2 separate regions of the Oryctolagus cuniculus genome follow, and region 2 is linked to region 1. Evidence: chromatin contacts called from public Micro-C data. All regions are on one chromosome and are shown on one strand. The core of a region is the stretch at or near the end of the contact, and the rest is flanking DNA. Distances in the headings are between cores, read along the strand shown.

What was found. A called contact is a pair of places that touch in the nucleus more often than the background predicts.
Region 2: a Micro-C map of ear pinna shows a contact between it and region 1, with 5 times the contacts expected there. The contact joins the promoter of KLHL20 here to the promoter of PRDX6 in region 1. A contact is called at or near these places in 3 of 6 Hi-C or Micro-C datasets (ear pinna, skin fibroblasts and an unstated tissue).

Annotation. Positions count from the first base shown.
Region 1 is chr7:1,961,741-1,968,570 of mOryCun1.1, reverse strand. It overlaps PRDX6 (peroxiredoxin 6), which reads right to left and starts at 4,449. Exons shown (of 5, transcript XM_002714992.4): 1 at 4,249-4,449. The coding sequence starts at 4,343.
Region 2 is chr7:2,142,732-2,150,256 of mOryCun1.1, reverse strand. KLHL20 (kelch like family member 20) reads right to left here and starts at 3,237. Exons shown (of 12, transcript XM_070077132.1): 1 at 3,084-3,237; 2 at 2,182-2,244. The coding sequence starts at 2,204. It overlaps ANKRD45 (ankyrin repeat domain 45), which reads left to right and starts at 3,288. Exons shown (of 6, transcript XM_070077134.1): 1 at 3,288-3,368.

The DNA.
Region 1 (6,830 bases), core at 3,200-5,699:
CCCCAAAAATAAAGTTTTCTTTCTTAAATGAATGCTTAAGAAGATATTTACTTAGGCGATGCTTTATAATCTTCTCGCCGCCAACAAAGCCTATGTTTAGAGCTCAATTCAAAGATTATGAAAATTCAAGATGCTATTTAAAAAGACTAATTTTAGGGTGTTGTCTTTTAATAGCTATAGTACCGCTCTGACTCCTGTTAGCTAATAAAATCTGTGCTACCCAAGCTAACAGCTTGGTGAAATAACTTTCTATTTCTTCTTATCCTTTTGTCTGCTTTTTTCTACCAAAGACCCTGATGTTCAGCTCCAACAAGGAATGTGTCATCCAAGCACATGTCTGACTGCAACAATAAACAGATTATGTAACCTGAACTAAATAAGGACCTAGCCTCGATTTGTAAGTAAAACGCAAGCTGACACTTGGCTCCTTTGAAATGAGGGGATATAAAATCTTTTGCCAAATGTACTAATCTGCCAAACGGGACACTCAGTGTTTGCACCCTGACGAAACAATAGCACTTAGTTTTATCTACCTCTTGTTCAGCTGCAGTTCCTGGCAGGTACAAAACTGGAGGCTACAATGTAGACTCTACAACTACAGATGCGTAGGTAAGTACTGATCTCTAAACCATCATTGCCTTGAGGTTAAACCTGCACAAATTCGGAGCACATTTTGAGTTGAGTCACCAGGAAACTCTGAGGCCCATTTCCTTCTCCCTGGGAACAAAGTACTCTTTCAACTGAAAAGGAAAATTTAACACTCAGTTCTCCATACTCTCATCAGTTTAAAACATCAAGGGAGCACCCTAAACTAGTAATTACTAAATTTAGCCTAGATGCTAAGCTGACCCCTGCAAAGTCTGACAAATTTTCCAGGGTACAAAGAAAAACACAGATACAAGGGCACCTCCTTCCCACCTCCACCTGTCGCTCAACTCCCCAGGGTTCAGGAAGAGAAAGCCATACTTTCAAACAGGATGGAAGTGCTAGGGCAGGAACGGCAGAAGTGTGTTATGTTTACTTCCTAATAAAGAGCCACAGAAGGGCATATATTTTTTGAAATAAATAAGCTAGCTGTGAGTACAATGTAGGCCTTAGATTCTATGGCAAAGAACTTAAGTCAGGGTCACATGAGATTTACGAGATAAAGTCTCCCAAAGTAGGAAAAAAAAAAAATGGAACAGGCAGTTTGTTAGAGGGGTAATAAGTTAGAAAAGTCTTCGCTTCTTGGTGGGTCAGCAGAGTCCCTGTTGCTTAATCACGCTCAGGCACTGGTTTGAAGTCACTTTGCATCCCCTCCTTCCTCAGAAGGCGAGACTCCGGCCTGCCACATGCCTAGAAACAGGCTAAACTCCAGCAATGCCTTCCCTTGGCCTGCTTCTTTCCTCCTAAGTTTTCTGACTGCTGCTATTGAGAGTAATTCGATCACATTTACCCATTTCCTTCCTTTCACATTTTCAAGACAAAAGGATTACTCCTTAAAGAAAACATTTCCTGCTTACTAAGCCCCAGAAATCCCCCCCCCCCCCCCAAGTATGTTCTGTTTGGTGAAGATGTAGTTCCTTCTACAGAAGCAGTGTTAAGGCTCAATAAACTCATTAGATGCAGCACCTGAAATCCTTAGGTTCTCTCCAATTGCTATGTATGGAGTAGGTCCCTAGGCCATTAGGGGAGTGAACTAGCAGATGAAAGATCTGTCTCTTCCTCTCTAGTTCTTTCAAATAACTAAGTAAATCTCAAAAAAAAAAAAAAAAAAAGAAAAAAAAAAAAGAAAAAAAGAAATGACAGTCTGACTTGAGATCAGAGAGTTTAGAAAAATTAGAGGTAAAAAATTTGTATATTATAATGCTATAAATGGCTCACATCTCTTCCAGGTGGCACAGGAAACATGTCTAATCATAGGCAGACTTGCATATCTGATTACAGATGTGGATTTTCTAAAAACATGTCCTATTTTCTTTCTTTTCTTTAAGATTTATTTATTTATTGAAAGGCAGAGTTACAGATAGGCAGAGGCAGAGAGAGAGGAGGTCTTCCATTTGCTGGTTCACTCCCCAAATGGCCACAACAGCCAGAGCTGAGCTGATTTGAAGCCAGGAGCTTCTTTGGGGTCTCCCACTGCTTTCCCAGGCCATAGCAAAGAGCTTGATAGGAAGTGGAGCAGCCAGGACTTGAACCAGTGCCCATATGGGATGCCAGCGCTGTAGGCGATGGCTTTACCCACTATGCCACAATGCTGGCCCCATGGATATTTTTCTCATCTTCTTACTGGTGGCTCCCTGAGAAGGTACCACTTTCAATTAAAGCTAAACAGAGCCAGAAGCCAACAAACAATAATGGAAAAGGATGGTTAGCTTAAATACTGACAGTGTTGCTACAGTAAATAGCTTTCATATTTACCTTTAATCTAGACAAACCTCACTTCATGGAGGAGAGAGTTGTAGGGGAGAAAACACATTCTGAAGATTCCATAGGGTTGGGGAGAAATACTAATACCTGGATTCTGAATACGACATTGGCCATAAGCTCTATTTGTTAAGTCTTTTCCTGCCTTCAAGATCTGAATATTTCATTTCTCAGTGGCTTTCTATCCCACTCCTCTGACAAAGCTTACTTTTCTGCTGCTCAGTGGCTGGGCTGAAGGGGCTTAGGGATAGTGTGGGCCCGTTGTATAACAATCTCTCCTGCGGCACAGTGAGTTAAGTAAGCTGCCATCTGCAGTGAGTGGGGGATGCAGGTTGGAGTCCCTGCTGCTCCACTTCCCTGCTAATGTGCCAGCGAAAGCAGTGGAAGATGGCCCAAGTTCTTGGGCCTCTGCACCCACGTGGGAGACCCAGATGGAGTAAGAGGCTTCTGGCTTCAGCCTGGCCCAGCCCTGGCTGCTGTGGCTATTTGAGGATTGTACCAGCAGATGGAAGATCCCTCTCTCTGTCTATCCCTCCCTCTGCAATTCTTTCAAGTAAAATAAATAAACCTTTAAAAAAATTACTGTGTAGCCACACACACACACACACACAAAATCTCTCCCAGGTTCTCAGCACAGCCGTGTCCAACCATTAACTTCTTCCTCTGCCTCTCCCCGGTGAGTCTCTGGCTACTGTATCTAAAAAGGGTACAGGCTGGGAGGACTGCACGCCTCATAACACCACGGGAAGACACCTCCTACCCAAAGTGTCTGGAATGCTCCTGATGAACACCAGGCAACTTAAAGTTGGCTGTAAAACAAGAGCAACACCCATTAACTCCCGATCATGATGCTGCGACCACCAGGCCAGACACTGGGTCACCACGCTGGCTATCACACGTGCTGGATGCCAGAGAGGAGGCAGGGCAGTCAGAGAGGGCAGAAGCGAGAGAGGGAGACAAAAGGGTCTCTACGGGGGGAGGTGCACGCGTCCCGTGGCCTGCAAGGCCCTCCCTGGGCGCGAACAGGCCACTGCAGCTGAAGACCTTAGCAGGGCAGTCAGAGAGGGCAGAAGCGAGAGAGGGAGACAAAAGGGTCTCCATGGGGGGAGGTGCACGCGTCCCACGGCCTGCAAGGCCCTCCCCGGGCGCGAACAGGCCACTGCAGCTGAAGACCTCAGCTCTCCGCTCAGAAGGTGTTGCAAGTTCTGGAACCAAGGACACAGCTACACACAGCCTGGCTGTTTCTGGCTCCTCCCTAGAGCTGTTGCCAAATTTTATCTTGGCCAGCGGAGGTGTTCTGGGCAGCTCGCGGCTCTACGGTTCTCCTCTGGGGCCCAGGAGCCTGCAAATACCACTGCAACAAGGAGAACTCTCAGGCGAGGGCGGGCCCCTCCCGAACCTGCAGCCCGCAGCTCCGTCCTCTGACTTTGGCCCTGGCCACCCTCTTTCCCCAGGGAGCAAATTCCAGGCCGGAGGGAGGGGAGGAGGGTGGTGCGGCCCCGGGCACCAGTCCCAGGCAGTGACCGCCGAGGTCGCCCGGCCTCCGCCCCCCGCACGGGTTACTAAACGGAATTCAACCACACGAAACCTGGCGTTCCCAGGGCCTGCGGAACCCAGTTGCGTTCCCACCCCCACCCCTGCCCCCGCTTTAGCCTGGTTAGCCCGACTGGCGGCCGAGAGGGGTCAGGGACCCAGGCAAGGTGACCGGAGGGCGGCCGGCCCCCACCTGCGCTCGGCCGACGCGGGGCCGCAGGGCGAGAGGCACGTGCGGGAACCGGTGGCCGGCACCGAATAAGGCAGGCGCCTCGGGCCCCGGCGGGACCGGACGACGCGGCCACTTACGAGTCTCCCAGAAAGTCGTGGAAACGGATGCGGCCGATGGTGGTGTTGGCCTCGAAGTTGGGCGCCTCGTCCCCGAGAAGCAGACCTCCGGGCATGGCGGCAGCGGCGGAGCGGGAGGGACAGCGTAGGCGCGACTGCGGCAGCAACCAGCCGGCGGCTCGGCGGACTGGCGCGGCGCGCGCCCGGCGGGGCGGGCGGGGCCTGGTGGGAGAGGGGCGGGGCCCGGGGCGGGGCCCGGGCGGGGCCCGAGTGCCGAGGGTGTGGGGCCTGAGCGGGGCCCGAGGGCGAGGGGCGGGGCGAGGGGCGGGTCCGAGGGCCGAGGGTGTGGGGCCTGAGCGGGGCCCGAGGGCGAGGGGCGGGTCCGAGGGCCGAGGGTGTAGGGCCTGGGCGGGGCCCGAGGGCGAGGGGCGGGGCGAGGGGCGGGTCCGAGGGCCGAGGGTGTGGGGCCTGGGCGGGGCCCGAGGGCGAGGGGCGGGTCCGAGGGCCGAGGGTGTGGGGCCTGGGCGGGGCCCGAGGGCGAGGGGCGGGGCGGGGGGCGGGGCGCCCGGCAGCCTCTCGGCCTCCCGCCCTGTGAGAACCGCCGGACGCGGGCGCCGGTCTCTCCGTGACGCGGGCCTGGGGTAACGCCGCCCCCTGGAGGCTGCGGGGTGCGCCAGGTTAGACTCCGCGAGGCGGTTCGGGTTCGGGGGTGAAAGGAGGCGGACAGCCGAAGTAGGGGAGTCGCCGCGCGCGCTGCCGTCCGCTGCCGCCGCACGGCTGGCGGAGGCGCCTCAGTCCTGCGCGCCCGCGAGCCCGCACGGCCGCGTCTGCGGCTGAGGAAGTGGCCACACCGGGGTCGAGTGCTGGAGGAAGTGGCTTTCTCATTGCAGCAGAAATTCCCGTACGAAGTCCCACGGAACCAGACTTCCGTTTTTGTTCAGCCTTTGCCCGCCCACCTTAGGAACCCTTAGACAGTCACGCCGCACGCGTGTCCTGAAAGCGCAATGTGAAATGTAGAGCACCGTGTGCAGGTCGCTTCTGTTCCCCAGGGGACGGGGGATTCAGATTCACTTATTACTGTATCAGTGCCACGCGTGCTTGTGTACCAGGCGGGGGGACGATGGCGAAGGATACATGATCCGACAGGACGGTGTTAGACCGCAGCAGGCCTATTTAGAGAAGGAAAGTAAGTTAGTGGCTGCAGAGCGACTTTGGATTGGGTGGGTGGTCTGGGAACGCTTCCGGGAGAGTGCAGATCAGCTACTCAGTGTGCGCTCTGGAAGTGCTGTTAGTGTTTGGGTGGTGAGCATGGTCTATGCAGCCACTGTTGCTTTCCTGGTATGTGTGGGCTGCGCCAGCCGCAGATTTACATGCAGTTAGGATAGACTGTGCTGAATGTTGGTAGGGAGAGGGGATGTGATGCAAATGGTTAGGGTTCAGAGATGGACAGTCCTCTGGGTGGGGCGTGGCAGGGTTAAGATGGCAGTGGGTAGAGTACGGAGTCAAATGCTGTGATCTGAGTTTTCAGTGTAGTGATGTGTTTCTGTATAATTTATACTTAGTTCTCCTCACAACAAGGACTTGCAGTAAGATGACTGGTAAAATTGGTAGCCACTCTAGAAAACTCTGTAAAGCTAATCTAATCTCCACGTTTTTAAAAAAAGATTTATTTATTTATTTGAAAGAGTTACACAGAGAGAGAAGAGAGGCAGAGAGAGAGGTCTTCTGCCCAATGGTTCACTCCCCAGTTGGTCGCAACGGCCGGAACTGCGCCGATCCAAAGCCAGGAGCCAGGAGCTTCTTCGGGGTCTCCCACACGGGTGCAGGCGCCCAAGGACTTGGGTCATCTTCTACTGCTTTCCCAGGCCACAGTAGAGAGCTGGATCAGAAGTGGAGCAGCCAGGATATGAATCGACGCCCATGTGGGATGCCGGCAGTGCAGGTGGCGGCTGTACCCCTTCGTCACAGTGTTGGCCCCTATGTTTTGGTTTTAAATGCACTGTTTTAACTCTTTTTGTTGGGGAGAAAGGAAGTAGAAGAGAAGGGTAGTTTGACTTTAAGGCCTTACTGATAATGTGTTGTGGATTTAGACTAGAAAACATGATCCACTATAAATATGAAGAATGAATGTGGAAACAGATTACTGATCTCTGACAAATTACTGATCTCTGACCTGCCTTCTCTAAAGTATGCAACTATAATAAAACAGGATGAACACCTGTTGGAATTTATAGTACCAGATTCTACATGCAGGCAATGGATCTGCACTCTACAACCTTGATTGCTTTAGCTGTTGTAGCATTTTAAATTCTTTCACATTATCTGCCAACATTTAAAAAAGATTATTTATGTATTTGAAAGGCAGAGTTATATATAGAGAGAGAGACAGAGAGATCCTCCATTTCCTGGTTCACTCTCCAGGTGGCCACAATAGCCAGGGCTGGGCCAGGCGGGAGCCAGGAGCTTCATCCAGGTCTCCCACCTGGGTGGCAGGGGCCTAAGTATGTTGGCCATCATCCACCGCTTTTCCCAGGCCATGAGCAGGGAGCTGGGGTGGCAGTGGAGCAGCCAGGACAAAAGCTGGCACCCAGATGAGATGCCAC
Region 2 (7,525 bases), core at 1,988-4,487, 180 kb before region 1:
CTGATTCTGAGGCCAGAGTGAACAGTACAACATTTCAAATAAATGTTTCTCAAAAGGGATGGGTTACCTACAGTATGTACAGAAAATGGAATAGTATAAAACTATTAAAAACAAGCTGAATCTATATGTATTTGTCACAATTTACAAAGTAATTTGTGAAGTGAATAAAGGCACAAAGAATATGCCTGATATGCTAACATTAATGTTTTTTAAATGGGAAGATAGCCTGTATATGCTTGTGTGTGCATTACAATTTCTGGGAAAGAAACTGCTTACAGTGTTTGCCTTTGGAGAGAACTTGGAGCTGGCATCGGCACTGGGTGACTTACTTTTCATCCAATATCCTATTGTATCTTTACATTTTACATCATGTACACATAAATAGTTAAGTAAATAAATGAAACTGTCCTAACAAAAATGCCAATTGACTTCATGAAACTTTATAATCAAGATTTAGAATTTCTCTAACAATAGTTTTCAATCTTTTCTTGCTCTTAGGTTTTTTTTTTCTTGAGAGGAAAAGTAGAAACTTCATCATTCAAACACTTATTCAGTAATCATTAGGTGCTAGGGAGGCAAACATATGAAGACACATAAACTCAAAGAGTTAGTAATCTAGAAGTGAGAGTGAACATGTATTCAAATAATCTTAATATAAAGGGTTACTCTGCACTCAAAGCTTCTTTACCAGTAGCTAAGTATAAAGCCAACATGATGGAGACTGCCCTCTGGGTTGTAGCAGCAGACATGAAAGTCCAACAAGGGATGGTTAGGAAGATGGGACTTAATGTAAGTAGTAGAGAAAAGTAAGATCAGAGAGCAATGGATAGACTAGGCTCTGGCCAAGTGATGGTGACACAGAAAGAGCTGTAACTTAACAATTAATGGCACTAGAATTATCCAACATGATTTTGAATAACTGACAGTATTATGTAATAAAACAAGCAAAGAAAGGACATGAGCGATTAAGTGAATAGTTGATACAGATATTACTGATAAATCCAAAACATTCCCATGCTCTTTCATTTAAAACAATAGGCTATAGTTTTAGCAATTACATAAGATATGATATTTATGGCAGTTGAGGGTGAGGTCAATCAGTGGCTTTTGCAATCATGTTACAAACTGAAGTGATAAAGCATTTGTATACATGTTGTTAATTTTTTTCATGTTCTTTGTGGTCAAATATTACTCCTCCAATAGGTAAGTACCATACAAATACCACAACTGGTCAGCTCTATAGCATCTTTCTATCTGAAGATCTGAAAGCACCAGCAAGCATTCATTAATGCCCAATATTCTAATCAGATACACTACAGAATTAAATGGGGGATACAAGCAAGGTGAACAGTTCAAGGTCAATTGGTAAATCAACAGATTTGGGACAAGATGTACATTCTGCTTCTTTTGAATTATAAATGACATCCCCTCCATGAAATGTTTCTTCTCTTAAAATAGTTGTTTATCTTTGACGTTGAATAACAAATGATGAAACAGAGTTCAAGAAGTATAAAATGAGTCTAAAAAATGAAGAAACAGAACTGGGCTGATTCTGTTTCAGTAGAATCTGGTCTCACTTGTTGAAACAGATGGAGAAGAAGCACTACTGCATTCTGGAGTTGGTAGGGCCTATAATTGTCTATATTTTCCCACATACTGTTCTGCTTTCTACAAACTTATATCCAAATACCTTTTTTTTTTTTTAGTCTTTAAACAATCTTTCTTGCAAAGCGGCTATTTTAATTAACAGAGCAAATGTACTATTGAACATCAATGAAATAACCAAAGCCATCATTAGGCATGCAGCACACCATATTATAAATAACTTATTTGTATATGGCAACAGAACCCTCTACATTCTACCGGGAACTGATTATAGTAAACCCCTATAGTATCATAGCACATTTAATGGTTATCACAAAAAATCACCACGCAAAGAGGAAAATTTAAGAACCACACAAAACCCACCACACCCTTTAGAAATTTGACTTCCATATTTTACTCTTTCAAAAAGCTATTGATTTCTGATAATGCTTTTGATTCTTTTTAGAACAAGAATGAGTTCCAAGCGGAGTTTAGTGAGACTCGCAAACCTTTTTGAAAACTGTTGCATGGAACCTTGAGTTATCAGGTGCCGAAATTCAATCAGTGAAACCCAAGATTCCATTTGTAAACGCCTACCTGCGCATTGGCTTTCCTTCCATGCACCATGAAAAGCACCCTTCGGCACGCTCCACAGCCAACCTTAAGCAACAGAAAAACAGGAACTTAGTAAAAGCTCTTTCTGCTCTTTCCGGCAACAACTTCGCAGGACCCATCCACTCACTCGGTCAGGAACCAGGACTCGTCCGTCCTGCTGCCTCGCGGGCCTCTGGCACATGCACAACCCACCTGCCCTTACTGCGCCCGCTAAGACGATGCTACGTGTAGGCGGGGCGCGGGGCAGTCCCGGCGGCTAAGCCCGAGTCGTCTCTTCTCGAAAAGTGCTTGGAGTCGCTTAGCTCCGACCTCGCCCCAAACGCATCTACGCGGCGACCCCTGATACCCACAGCAGGGCACGGCTGGTTCAACACCGCACCTGAAGGCCGTGAACTTGTCCCGAAGTGCCGGCGCAGCACGAAGCGTCTGCCTTCAAAGACAAAAAACTGCGCCTCCAGCAGCCCGAGCAGGGCAGGCAGAGTGCGGCTCCAGACCAGCCCTCGTTCCAAGTCTGTCCTCCGATTCCTGACACAACGCTCGCTCCCCCCTTGGCAAGGCTGCGCCGGGGCTCCGGGGCTCCGGGGGACCCACGGCACCCCCTTCCTTCCCCGGGATGCCAAACGCCAAGGGGGAGACGTCCGGAATGCACACCTCAGCTCCCCGGTTCCAGCCTAGGGCGGTCAGCCGGCGAGAGCCCAGTCTGGCGCCCCGCAAGGCCCGGCCCCGGTGCCCCAACAGCCTCTTCTTGGGGCCGCCTGACAGGCGACGGACGAAGCCCGGCCCCGACCCCATAGGGCAGCCCAGCAACTTGGGACCACAGCTTTGCAAAGCGAGCCCTGGGGCGCCGTAGGCTGCACGCTGCAGCTCTAAGGAGGCTCACTTACCGGCTCTGACACTTTCTTCTCTGCCGCAGCCTCCTCCGCCTCCTCCACCCGCCACTCCTCTGCCTCCGCCTCCACCGCCGCTACCACCACCAGGATGCAGCTCCTTCAGCTATTTCCTCCCCCCTGCACCCGCCCCTCTCCAGGGGCAGGAAGTAGTCCGGCTCCTAAATCGCTCCCCCTGGAAACGACACATTCCGCCGAGAGGTTCCGGTGCACCCGCGGAAGTCACCGCGCCCTTCGCTGGAGCTCGCAGGAACTTCAGATCCGCCTGCCCATAACCCGAGGGTGAGCACCTGGAGAGTTCACCGCGGACCAGCAGTACTTGAGTACTGAAGTCTGCCCCTTTCTTCATCGTTTTCTATAGGAAAAGCAACAGAGATGCGAGTGGGGACAAGTTAACGGAAAGCTAGGAATTTTAATTTACTTGTAGCAGGTAGGTTGCTTTAGGGCAGGCTTGTTCCTACATCCGTAGCTGTCAGGCCCTACCGTGTGCCAAGTGCTGAGGATACACGGACGAGTCAGAAATAAGCCCAACCCTCTAGATTTTCCACAGCACAGCTTTCACTACACCAGGTTCTTTCCAGGACTCAGGCCGCGTCACCTTGTCCTAGCTGCTCAGTATGCACCACCCAGGCGCTTCGTGGAGGGCTTGTGCGGACTCGTTTCATCATGATTTTTTTTTTTTTTTTTTTTTGACAGGCAGAGTGGACAGTGAGAGAGAGAGACAGAGAGAAAGGTCTTCTTTTGCCGTTGGTTCACCCTCCAATGGCCGCCATGGCCGGTGCACCGCGCTGATCCGATGGCAGGAGCCAGGAGCCAGGTGCTTCTCCTGGTCTCCCACGGGGTGCAGGGTCCAAGCACTTGGGCCATCCTCCACTGCACTCCCTGGCCACAGCAGAGAGCTGGCCTGGAAGAGGGGCAACCGGGACAGAATCCGGCGCCCGGACCGGGACTAGAACCTGGTGTGCCGGCGCCGCTAGGTGGAGGATTAGCCTAGTGAGCCGTGGCGACGGCCTTGTTTCATCATGATTTTAAAATTTATTTGTTTATTAATCTGAGAGGTGGGCAGAGAGAGGGTGCTCACATCTGCTGCACACCCCAAAGGCCCCCAGTAGTAGAGGCTGGACCCTGTTGGTCCAGGGCTGAAGCCTGGGACCTGGGAACTCAGCATAGGCCACCCCCCATGTGTGGCAGGAACCCAGCTACTTGGGCCATCAGTGCTGCCCTCCAGAGTGTGCATTAGCAGGAAGCTGGAAGCAGAGCCAGAAACTGAATCCAGGCCCTCTGATGTGGGATGCAGGAATGATGGTAACCAGTGTCTTAACCACTGGGCTAACTGCTCACTTGCGGAGTCCCTTTAGTAAGGGAAACTTTTTTTTTTCCAATTTGTCTTTTCTACAAATGTTCCCATAGCACACAGCCACCTGATTTTTATTATATATTCAGAAAACAAGTGATTCAAGTGTAAGATGAGGGTTTCAATTTCAGGAATACCAATGAAAAACTGCTGCTGACTTCTTGGTAACTATGCTAGATTAAGCATTAACTGAATTTTTAAAGTTTTATTTTATTTATTTGACTGAGTTACAGAGAGAGGTGGACACAGGGGGTGGGGGGAGAGGGAGAGAGAGAGGTGTTTTCCTTCTGCTGGTTCACTCCCCAGATGGCTGCAATGGCTGGAGTTGAGCCGATCTGAAGCCAGGAGCCAGGAGCTTCTTCCAAGTCTACTGCATGGGTGCAGGGGCCCAAGGACTTGGGCCATCTTCCACTGCTTTCCCAGGCCACAGCAGAGAGCTGGATCCGAAGTGGAGCATCTGGGACTTGAACCGGCGCCCAAATGGGATGCTGGTGCTGCAGGCTGGGGCTTTAACCTGCTGCACCACAGTGCTAGTGCCAGCATTAACTGACTTTTCTTTTTCTTTTTAAGATTTATTTATTTGTTTGAAAGTCAGATTTACACAGAGAAAGGAGAAGCAGAGAGAGAGAGAGAGAGAAAGAGAGAGAAGTCTTCCATCCGATGGTTCACGTCCCAATTGGCCGCAATGGCGGAGCTGTGCCGATCCGTAGCCAGGAACCAGGAGCTTCTTCTGGGTCTCCCACACGGGTGCAGGGGCCCAAGGACTTGAGCCATACTCTACTGCTTTCCCAGGCAATAGCAGAGAGCTGGATCAGAAGAGGAGCAGCCGGGTCTTGAACTGGCACCCATATGGGATGCTGGCACTTCAGGCCAGGGCGTTAGCCCGCTGTGCCACAGCACCAGCCCCTAACTGAATTTTCTTTAGCTGTTTTTTACATAGTGCCTACCTAGGTTTGTCCATTTGTTCTGAACGGAAGAGATACCTTTTGTTAATTAGCTTGTAGTGGAGCACACATGGCCTTTAGATCTGGAAAACTATAGGTTCAAATCCTAGACCTGTGACTGACTAGTTTTGTGATATCCATTAGATTTCTACTTAATGTGTACATGTGATATATACTAATATATATGTATAAATTATTTTCAATGTTTCAAAACTTTACATAAATGGGCCGGTGGCACAGCTCACTAGACTAATCCTCCGCCTTGCGGTGCCGGCACTCTGGGTTCTAGTCCTGGTTGGGGCGCCGGATTCTGTCCCGGTTACCCCTCTTCCAGGCCAGCTCTCTGCTGTGGCCCAGGAGTGCAGGGGAGGATGGCCCAAGTGCTTGGGCCCTGCACCCCATGGGAGACCAGGAGAAGCACCTGGCTCCTGGCTTTGAATCGGCACAGCGCGCTGGCTGTAGCGGCCATTTGGGGGTTGAACCAACGGAAGGAAGACCTTTCTCTCTGTCTCTCACTGTCTAACTCTGCCTATCAAAAAAAAAAATAAAACTTTACATAAATGGTATAAAAGTCTATGCCTTCTTCTGAAACTTAGTTTTTCCACTCAACATTCTGTCAGTAAGATTTTCCCGAGGTGACCAGTGAAGGTCCAGGTCAGTCAGTATCACCCAGGAAATGCAAGTCCTCGGGCCCCACCACAGACCTTCTCAGTCAGAAACTCTGCATGTTGGGCCCAGTGACCTGTGTTCTAATAAATTCTCCTGGCGATTGTAATGCATGTTAAATTTGAGAACCATTGCATTGATTATGAGTGTCCACTGCTATTCTATTGTACAAGTATAGCACAGATTTTTAAGAATCCATTATTCTACATATTAGTGTTTTGACTGTTTCCAGTTTTTCCCATGAAAAACAATGTAAATTCTTGCATATGCCTCCAAAAGCACCCTTGTGAGAGTGTCTCTAGGATAGGTACCTAGGAGTAAAATTGCTGGGTTGCATTCTGTGTATAGCTCCAACTTTACTAGGATGAGTTAAATTGCCCTCTAAAGTAGTTGTTTTGTTTACTGATAATGACAATGCTAGAGAATACTTAGTATGGCATGGTATCTTAGCTCATCAGTATTCATACCAGTCCTCTTTCCTGTTTTACAGATGGTAAGGATTTTAAGTAACTTGCCCGAGTCACACAGCTAGTAAGAGACAGAGTGAGTACTTGATACCATGCATAATGATCCAAGAGTCTGTGATTTCTGCCACAGTGCTCTGTTGATTTGCCCACCAGCAGTGTCTGGGAGTTCTTCTTGGTCTATATTGTCATCACACTTGTTGTTTTCCAACCTTAAATTTCTTTTTGCCAATATGATGAGTATAAGATAGTAGCTGACTGTAGATCAGATCTATGTTTGTTTATTAGTGAGACATGTGAAGCTGGCGTTAAAGTTTCCCTTTTGTGAATTGTTTTTTGTAGAAAATATCTTCAAAGGGATCCTTAGCTTCTTCTATAACATGAATTGTAATGTTTAGTTATAAAAATTTATAAAGTATGATAATTAGGAAGATGTAAACAGGTTAAGGAATGCTGCTAACCAAAGACTGATTTTTTTAAAACTCCTGGCCAGGATAAGAGCAGTCCCACCTATTTTTGTGATCTGTGATTCATTCCTGACCTACTGCAGTCTGGTTTGTGCTTCTGCTACTCAATTTCTTTTTTAGCACGGTTAAGTGTGAATCAATCCTTTCTATTTATATTAAGGCATTAAAAACTCCTTTAGTAATATGCATATGGTAAACTAGGAATTTGCAATATTTACAGAATTTCTGTGACCCCAGTAAGATTATGCCATTAGGGAACCTGAATTTCTGGTTGAAAAATACCTAAAACAGATTTCACCAGGGTTGGGTGTGAGGCAGTGGCAGTAGTCAAATAATTCTTCAGGGGTTGGTGAACTTTACTTTGAATCAGAAATTGCATCTTGTCTGTTTAAAATATTGTACTTGGAACCTAAGGTTTAGTGGTAAATAAGACACACTGGGCTCCTTGTTTTGTGTAATTTTCATTCTTGAGGAGACAGAAACCAAATTAACATGCGAATTACAGTTCATTCTTTAATCACAACTGGGATGATTAAAGGTGACC